2 separate regions of the Mus musculus genome follow, and region 2 is linked to region 1. Evidence: chromatin contacts called from public promoter capture Hi-C data. All regions are on one chromosome and are shown on one strand. Each heading gives the region's core, a stretch centred on a gene start, on an enhancer-like site or on the middle of the called end of the contact. The rest is flanking DNA. Distances are from core to core; before and after follow the strand shown.

What was found. Promoter capture Hi-C pulls out the DNA fragments that hold promoters and counts their contacts.
Region 2: a promoter capture Hi-C map of pre-B cells shows a contact between it and region 1, with 8 times the contacts expected there. The contact joins the promoter of Dtx1 here to the promoter of Med13l in region 1. A contact is called at or near these places in 2 of 39 promoter capture datasets (hippocampal neurons and pre-B cells) and 1 of 115 datasets of contacts at active chromatin or transcription factors (astrocytes).

What each region holds. Positions count from the first base shown.
Region 1 is chr5:118,558,747-118,563,114 of GRCm38.p6, reverse strand. Med13l (mediator complex subunit 13-like) reads right to left here and starts at 2,396. Exons shown (of 31, transcript NM_172424.4): 1 at 2,258-2,396. The coding sequence starts at 2,329.
Region 2 is chr5:120,709,141-120,713,540 of GRCm38.p6, reverse strand. It overlaps Dtx1 (deltex 1, E3 ubiquitin ligase), which reads left to right and starts at 1,872. Exons shown (of 10, transcript NM_008052.3): 1 at 1,872-2,056; 2 at 2,566-3,486. The coding sequence starts at 3,228.

The DNA of each region.
Region 1 (4,368 bases), core at 1,147-3,646:
TACCTACCTCGAGGTATCAGGAAATACGTTACATTTTAAAACTAATCTAAGCCATTTCTGCATTTCAATGGAGTTACCCAAAAAAGTTAATTGTACTTTATATTCAAGTCAACTTTTTGGTTTAAGCGGAGAAATACCCAGAATGCAGTCAAAATCAAAGTCCAGAAATTAAAGAAAGAATCCGGACCATCTCATCTCTACCCCATAGATCCCTGAAGCTGAGAGTGGAGCTGTGCAGTCAGCAGGCATGCATTTGCCTGCACAACACACTGTGTATACATTAGCCACATGCACACAGGCAGCACTGCTCTCAGCCTGATGCACAGCAAGTGGGAGCTCTCCCCAGCTAACACCAGCTGACTTGGTTATTTTAATTACCTATAAAAGTGTCATTGCGGTCACCCAGTCACCAAATTGGTTGGGGGGGGGGGTAAATACCGCCTAGTCAATACATTTGCTGATCTATGAAGGTCCCTGAACCTAATAATAAATGACAGACAAGGGAAGGGGGGGGTGAAAAAAGAGACAGAAGTAGTTTTATCCTCACATCAAAAGATCAACGGTAAATTACCACAGGGGTAAAAGGAAGGACCCCCAACTTCTAACTGAACCTCGAAACAGCCTCAGGATAAAATTCGGGGTGATCAGGAATCAGCCTGCTTACAAGAGTGGGAGCAGGGGGACTGTGTCACTCCTGTGTCTTTGTAGGCCAAAATCATGCTTGATTTCTTCATCAGCATGAAAACAGAATGACACTTCCAAAGTTGGCAACAATTCCTCTTTCTCCACTAGTCTCCAAGGGGAGAAAAAGCATCTATGCCACCCATAATTAAATGTAACTAATTACAATTTGAACACTAAATTATTTATCCAGTGTAAACAAGGACTAAAAGGAAATAAAGCTTCTATCTGCAGCAGGGGTTCCAGAAAATAATTTGCAATAAATGCATGCTCTCCAAAAGTCAGCACCCTCCCCCCCAGCACCCTCCCCACCAAAATTGGGCACACAACTAAAATAAGTTGAGTTTTTAAGGCTAAATTAAATAGGCCGTTCAACCAATTTTCCAATTATATTCTACGCTTGAAACATAATTGCCTTACATCTGTTTACAAATCTTTGCTCAATATTTAAACAAATTCGTACTCTCCCGGGCACATAGCTACACACACACAGTAACTCAGGCACAAAGCGCGTATTTAAAGACCATGCACTCCCATTATCAGCGTAAGCGCCGGGTTTAACAACGCGAATGTTTTCAGAGCTAGGTAATACGACCCAATAAAAAGCAAAGATGGCATTTACCACCAAATGTCACTGCCACCGCCAGGAAAGAGTTGCTGGAGCTCTATACATTTTTAATTTCGACGAATCGAGCCGCCGTCGCCCGGTGCCAGGCTTCCAGAAGAACAATTGACACCCTAAATGGTTCGAGATTAAGGCAGGCGATGCACTTCCAAAGCAAAAGTTGTCAATTATCAGAGGCGAGAGCGGGAGAGAGGAGAGGCGAAGGCAGATAAAAGCGATGTTATCAAACCGCCCAGCTTGTTGCTCGTGTGTGTGTGTGTGTGTGTGTGTGTGTGTTCCTTGTTAAAGCAGAGAAAACAGTTTTTAAAGGCAGCGGAGGAGAGCGAGGAGCAGCAGCTTCCTCCACCTTCCGTGGGCTCCGAGCAATGGCTCTCCCGCTCTCCGGCGTAGTAAACCCCGAGAGGCGGGCGGCTGTCCGTGTTTACAACGGCGCGAGCGAGCTCCGGCTGCCAGAGTCCTTTTCCCTGACACCATCGCCTTCCATCAACTGTTTTCGGGCGAAATCGCAGGTGTCATTGTGGAAATATTAAAAGGAAAAAAAAGGGAAAAAAACGGAGAAACAGAGGAAGAGAGAAAGAAAAAATCAGAAGGCAGACGCCGGCGAGTGGGAGAGCAGCCGATCCGATCGGGAGAGAGAGAGAGAGAGAGGACGAGCCTGCAGCTCACCCGCGCCGGCGGCTGCACAAGGCAGAAAAGCCTTCCACATTTCGGGGAAGGAGGAGAAAAAAGAAAAAAAAAGAAAATAAGGGGGGAAGGGGAGGGGAGGGGGTGTGATTGCCACGGAGGTGGGCGCTCCGAGCGCGCCCCGGCGTCCGCAGCGCCCCGACTTCCCCACGCACGTCCACGCCGGGCGCCGCGCTCGCCGACGCCGCCAGGGCTCCGGGAGGAGAAAGTTGCGCGGCGGGGAGGTCGCGCCCCCCAACCCGGGCTCCCCCCCGCCCCGCCACTCACCAGCGAGAAGAGGTTGGAGTGACAATCCTCCAGGCTCGCCCCGTTCGCTACCCAGTTCGCCGCGGCGGTCATGGTCCTCCGCGAGCCCGGCCGCCAGAGCGGGGCATGTCGGAGCGGGCCGGGCCGGGCGGCGGCGGCGGCGGCTCCCGGGCACCAGGGGCGCGAGGCCCGCGCGGGAGGCCCGAGGGCGGCGGTGGCGACGACGGCGACGACGGCGGCGGCGGGGGGCGCGGGCCGGCAACGCCGCCCGCCTCTGTCGCGCAGGGCCGCCGCCTCCGCCTCCGCCTCGCCGCCTCGTCGGCCGCCTTGTTTATCTCCAAGCCGGCGGGCGACTCGCCCTCGGCCGCGCCGGCGCGGGAGGCACGCGAGCCCCGCAGCCGCCCCGAGCCGCCGCCGCCGCCGCCGCCGCTGCGCGAGCCCGCGAAGGGGGGGGTGCGGACGAAGCCAGCGGGCGACCCCGGCAGCCGAGCGCCGTCCCCTCCTTCCTCTTCCTCCCCACCCCCCCCCTCCTCCCCAGTCGGCCGCGCTTCTCCTCCCTCCCCGGGCTCGCTCGCTCTGACAGCAATGGCGGCCGCCGACCGCGGCTCGGCCCGCCATTGGCTGCGGCGCGTCACGTGACGGGCGCCGGCCGCGCGGGGGGCGGGGGAGGGGCCGCGGCGGCGGCGGCGGCGGCGGCGGTGGTGGCTCGCGGGAGGCGCTGCTGAGCCGAGCGAGCGCGGCCCTCTCGGAGCGGGGTGACGGAGCCAGGGAGGGAAGAGAAAGAGGTGCGGGCGGCCGTGGGACGCCGGGGCTGCGTGGACGCCCCGCCCTGGGCGCGGGCGCGCGTCGGGCGCGGGCCGAAGAGGGCCGCGGCTTCCCCGGAGCGGCCTCCGAGCCCCCCTGGGGGAGCATCTCGGGTCCCCGAGGAGCGGCGTGGGCCGGCCCGGCCTGGCCGAGCGAGCCGAGGAGTGTCTCCTCCTCGAAACCTCGCGCGCGACCGCCCGCCGGCCTGCCTGCCGCAGCGCACCGGGCGGAGGAGTAGGACTCAAAGAGACACAAAGGCAGCGAGCGAGGTGCTTGCCCGGGGTCGCGGGATTCGAACCCAGGCATCGGGAAGCCAGGGCTCGGGACTCACTGCCTCCCGAGCGCTGAGCTCCTAAAGCATCCCGGCTGCTGGAGCCCTTGGCGCCCACTCTGTGCGTGCACGCAGGCATTCCTTACATAGATGATCCCAGCGCTCTTAGGTGCCACATTCACACTGGGCTATGTGGAGGGGAGCAGGCCCTTCCTCCAGCTCCAAGCGGTCAATAATAACCAGCATCCCTTCTTCAGAGAGTAATGGGACTGGGAGAAGTGCTGATGCCGGAGACTGCCTTCCAGGACTTTTCGTCGTGGAAATAGAGAAAGGGAGAAAGTTGACTTGGAAAGAGGTAGAATTAGGCAGGCGTATCTCTATGAGTTCCAGGCCAGCCTGGTCTACACACTGTCTCCAAGAAACAAAGGAAGAGTAAAACGCTGGAAAGAGCGGTGGAAGCAAAATAAAGCGGGCACAAATCTGACATATGAATGGAGTTTTGAGACTACCACAAACCTTAAACCCTGGAATGAAGGTGGCCCGAACACATAGGTCATTTCACAGAGTCCTCAGAATCGGGGTGCAATAGCATCCCCAAGGTCCCAGTTACTGAGTGGCTCAACTCCTGAACTATCTGAATTCAGGAGGCTCTGGAGAGGATGCCAGGAGCTGGCTCTGCTACACCTAGCTGTGACCCTGCCCAGCAAAGTTTAACTATGCCTCATTTTCTAATCTGTCCAAAGCAAATCCTAATTGCTGACCTGCTGACCTCAAGCCAAGGTCACACATTTCCGTTAAGATGCTATTGGGGGAAGGGTTACAAGGGGGAGTTGCCCGACACTTTATGCACACATGTGGTATTACTGAGACCTGAGCAGTCAGATGGTCCATCACACCCAGAATCCACGCATACTCATCACACGCGTAGGCAAAAGGCTATGAGCTGGTCACAGTCTAAGCAAGTCATAAGGGGAAGGAAAAGGGGGGTGGGATGCTGCACAGAAGCAAAACCAAACAAATAAGAAACAGTTTACAGGGCTGGAGATTTGGCTCAGCA
Region 2 (4,400 bases), core at 623-3,122, 2.2 Mb before region 1:
ACTCTTACCATCTTTGAGGACTTGGACAACGATCAGGTGCTCTCGCTGGAGACCAGTATGGATGGATGCCCCACATGAACTTCGGGTATGTATGTAGGGTATCTCGTCACCCTGGGTCTCCTGCCTCTTGATAGGAAAGCACCATTCTTGGGTCACAGCTTAGACACGAGATCATCAACACAATGGCCCCTTGTCACAGGATGGGCTTTACAGGTCACCCTTCTGGGGTCCCTCAAATCCACCTTCACCACACTCAGCCCTATAGCCTCAGGAAGTCCCCTGACTTCCAAGGGCCCCAAAGATATAGATAGATAGATAGATAGATAGATAGATAGATAGATAGATAGATAGATAGATAAATAGATAGATAGGAACCAGAACCATATATATCACTCTTAAAAGAACAGAGAAGAGCTGGCCCCAGCTCTAGATGGACAGAGAGGGGGTGGGAAGAGCCTGGAATCCCGCATCCATCCTGTTCTGTGTGACAGGGACAGAGTGACCAATGCATGCTCCTAGGAATGGGATCCTGAGATCCCGCCCCTTCTGGGCCTGCAGCCACAGGTGGCTGTTAACTGCGTGTAGTCCTTCTCAGCCCTCCTTGGTGAAAGGCCTCACTGTGCTAGATCAGCCAGATTACATCCATTAGTCATTCAACACGCATCATGGCGGCCTGTTGCCATGGAAAGTGCAAAGGCGTTGAGGCGTCAACTCCCAGCCCTACTCACTCTTGTGGGAAGTCGGACAAACTGAGTAACCTCTCTGAGCTTCCAGAGATTTTGCTTCCTGCCCATAACATGAGGACACAGTCTTACCTCCAGGGGCTGAATGGAATGGACACTCAATAAGCAGAAGCCATCATTTGTGATGATCTTGGGCCACAGAGGTGAACCGTGGTGGAAGCCCTTAGGGGCCTTTTGAGCAGGAATCAGTTTTGTGTAAGTGGTTAAAGTAGTTGATGGCGTGATATGGGGTGTCACAGAGGAGGAGGAGGAGGAGGAGGAGGAGGAGGAGGAGGAGGGAAGACCGATGAATCAAGAGAGGCTGCTGGGAGGAGTTGGCTGGATTCTTCTTTTGTGTTTGCTACTAAATCCCTGTGCAACTTTGAGTTGATGACTTCCTTACCCTGAGGACCTCAGGTTCCCACCGATTGCAAGGTGGTCATTAAGCAGTGACTAGATGTAGCTGTGAATGGCTTTCTTCTAAAAACAAACAAACAAAACAACAACAAAAACGCAGGTGTCCTGGGCAGGGTAAAGACTCCAGCTAATCCAGTTTTGGTTCTGGGAGTGAGCCTAGTGTAGCCTGCCCTTCACCCTTGCTCTCCCTTCCCCCTGCCCTCCCCCAATCCCCCCAGATCCCAACAGAGGAGGAGCAAGGGCCACTCTGGTCTGGCTCCCAAAGAGGTCCCTTAACCCTGCTCAGCTGCCTGGATCGCAGTCCCACACAGCCTCATCTTTCCCAATCTAAACAGGGCAGGTCCTGGATGTCTCCTCTCTCAGTCCATACCTGTGTCTGCAGATGCTGTGTTCAGCTTGCCAGAGGGCCTATCACAGTGCCCATGAACGCTTAAACTGCTGCTCCAAGAGATCACCCTGTAGTTGGCCAGTGGCCTTATGAGCAGTCTTTAGACTGTCTCTAAATCAGATTCATTCATTCAAGTACTTATTGAGCGCCTGTTGTGTACCAGGCCCTAGCATAGATGCTAAATGCAAAGATGATAGATTGGAACCAGAACCCCTAAACACAGAACGGATCTGATGCCTCGTGGGCCCAGCCGGGGACTCGGTGACTCGCGTGTCACAGCGGCTGGGCGGATCGGTCTCCTCCCCTTCCTCTACCCGCCCCGCCCCGAGGCCGCCTCCACCCGCGGGATCCCAGCGACGCGTCCGACGCGTCCGCGCGCCAGGACTACTGCGTCCTCCTGTCTGTCTGTCTATCCGGCGGCGGGCGAGGTCCGGGCTGGGGCAAAGCGGTGCCCTCCTTCCCTCCCTCCCGGGAGCCAGCGGAGAAAGAGTCAGCGGGGGGTGAAAAGAGCCAGCGCGGGGAGATCACGGTGAGCGTGTAGCGCAGGGACCCCAAATCCCTGGCTCTGGCGGGCCCACGGGCAGATGCCACCGGGCGGGGACATAACGACCTGCAGCTCTTTTGCCCCCGGGGACGCCACCCCTGAGGAAACCTCGGTCGCGGCTCCATCCGGCACCCTCCATCCATCTCAACATCCCGCATCTTGAACTCGAATCCCTGCATCCCACATCCTTCATTCCGCATCCCGGAATTCTGCATCTCCACATCCCGCGTCCCTGCATCCCACACCGCAGCCCCCGGTAGCGCGCGGCCCGGGGCGGGGGACGCGCTCCAACCGAACACGGGCCACTGCGGGTGACAGCCTGGGGTATGATGCCCGCTGTTCTCCGGGTACCCCAGGGACTGCAGGGCACAGACCCCCGAGCCTCCCTGCCGCCCCCCCACCGGCGCCCCATTGTTCTCTGCCGCGGCTCCTGGGAGGGGGAGGGGGCTGCTCTCTTCTTAAAGGGCCCTTTCTCCTTCTTGTCGCCCCTGCAGGTCGCGAACACCAGTGGGGTGGGGCGTGCCCACGGCCCCCGCCCCTCCCCAGGGTCCCCCAGCTGCAGGTCCGGACCGCGATCCCCACGCTCCGCCCCCTTCCCTGGGAGATCTACCACCACTCAGGCCGGCCAGGAGAGGGGACAGGGGTGCAGGGGTGCAGGGAGCCCCGTCGGGAGGGGCGGACCCAAGTCACCCCGAAGCGAGGCACGGGATCTGGAAAGCGGAGCCAAGCGCGCAAGGAGCAGCAGGCTGGGGCCAGGGCCTCCTGGGTGACAAGGCCCTGCGTGGCGGACAGAAGGAACGGGAGAGAAGCAGGGACAGGCCGGACTTAGAGGGGCAAGTGCCTCCTCACTCCTGCACCTGCACTGAGGGGACTAAGGGATTGAGATCATGTCCCCCACCTAGGACAGACATTGCCTACCGCGCACCGCTGTGTGCAACAGCTGCGCTCTGCGGGAAGGGGTCCTCGCAGCGTCTGGATGGCCACCCATCCCCCTAACCCAGGCCTCTAGGCCTTGGAGACGAGCCCAGCTGGAAAAGAGGCCACACTCCTCGCCGCCCGCCCTGGAGAGGGAGGACGAAGCTTCCCCGGTGCTCCCAGGCCCAGGAGGAGCTGGGCCAGCAACAGTGGGGACCTGGCCCCGCAGGCGGCAGCGGCCATGTCACGGCCAGGCCAAGGTGTGATGGTGCCGGTGAACGGGCTGGGCTTCCCGCCGCAGAACGTGGCCAGGGTGGTGGTGTGGGAGTGGCTCAATGAGCACAGCCGCTGGCGACCCTACACGGCCACCGTGTGCCACCACATCGAGAATGTTCTTAAGGAGGATGCCCGGGGCTCTGTGGTCCTTGGCCAGGTGGACGCCCAGCTGGTGCCCTACATCATCGACCTACAATCCATGCATCAGTTCCGGCAAGACACAGGTGAGTGGCCTCCCAGAGGCCGGGCCAGCAGCTCTCACAGGGGGCGGGGGGGGGGGATGCAATAATTCCCCCCTCCCAGAATCCCTGAAAGGGGAGTCTGGGGCTCCTGGGAAAAGAGACCGTGTGACCTGGTCCAGATTAACATGTTGGTTCCAGCCCTATGTCTTATATTAGTTAGGGGTGGGGGGATGGATATGCAAATCACACAGCTCCAAGCCTCAGTTTCTTTGCCTGTAAAGTGGGTAGATTGCTGTCTCTCTGAGCTATGTAAAGATTTCTTTAAGTGGATCCCTCTTCCCCCCAGCCCTGAGCCCCTCAGTGCTTTAGCACACCCTCTTACCAAACCCACAGGACTGTTTGGTTTCTCTCTACTAATCACAGGCAGAAAGTCTTCCCCGTCCACCCCCCAATTCCCAGTGGGCCATTTTACAGGCAAAAGAAACTGAGTCTCTTCTGCAGCTGATTTGCACTCAGAGCCAAGATCAAAATCCAGGCAGCTGGGAGTCCAGAGCCATGGGGACAAACTGGCTGCAGGGGTGGGGTAGGGGTGGGGGGTGGTACAGATGATTCCTGAGAAATGCTGGTGATGTCTAAGGTGGTGGTGGGGGGCATGCTGGAAGAAAGAATGGCAGTGGCCTAGGAACGATGAGACGTTGAAGTGTCAAGGAGTGTAGAAATTCTTGATGGTCTGAAATGGTGCTGCTAAGCCTGATATTAGGAGTGGCCTGTGACGGGGGGGGGGGGCAGGCTAGGGGGTGCTGGCCATCTTGGTGGCCCCCTGGTGTGGGTGGTAGCTGTTGATGGTGGCCGTGGTGTGTCTGTGGTACAATCGTAACCGTGACGCTAGAGATGTCCCTACTCTCAGGCCCTCTCTCCTCTTCCGGGGATTTGTCACCTCTGTGGAGAGTTTCTGC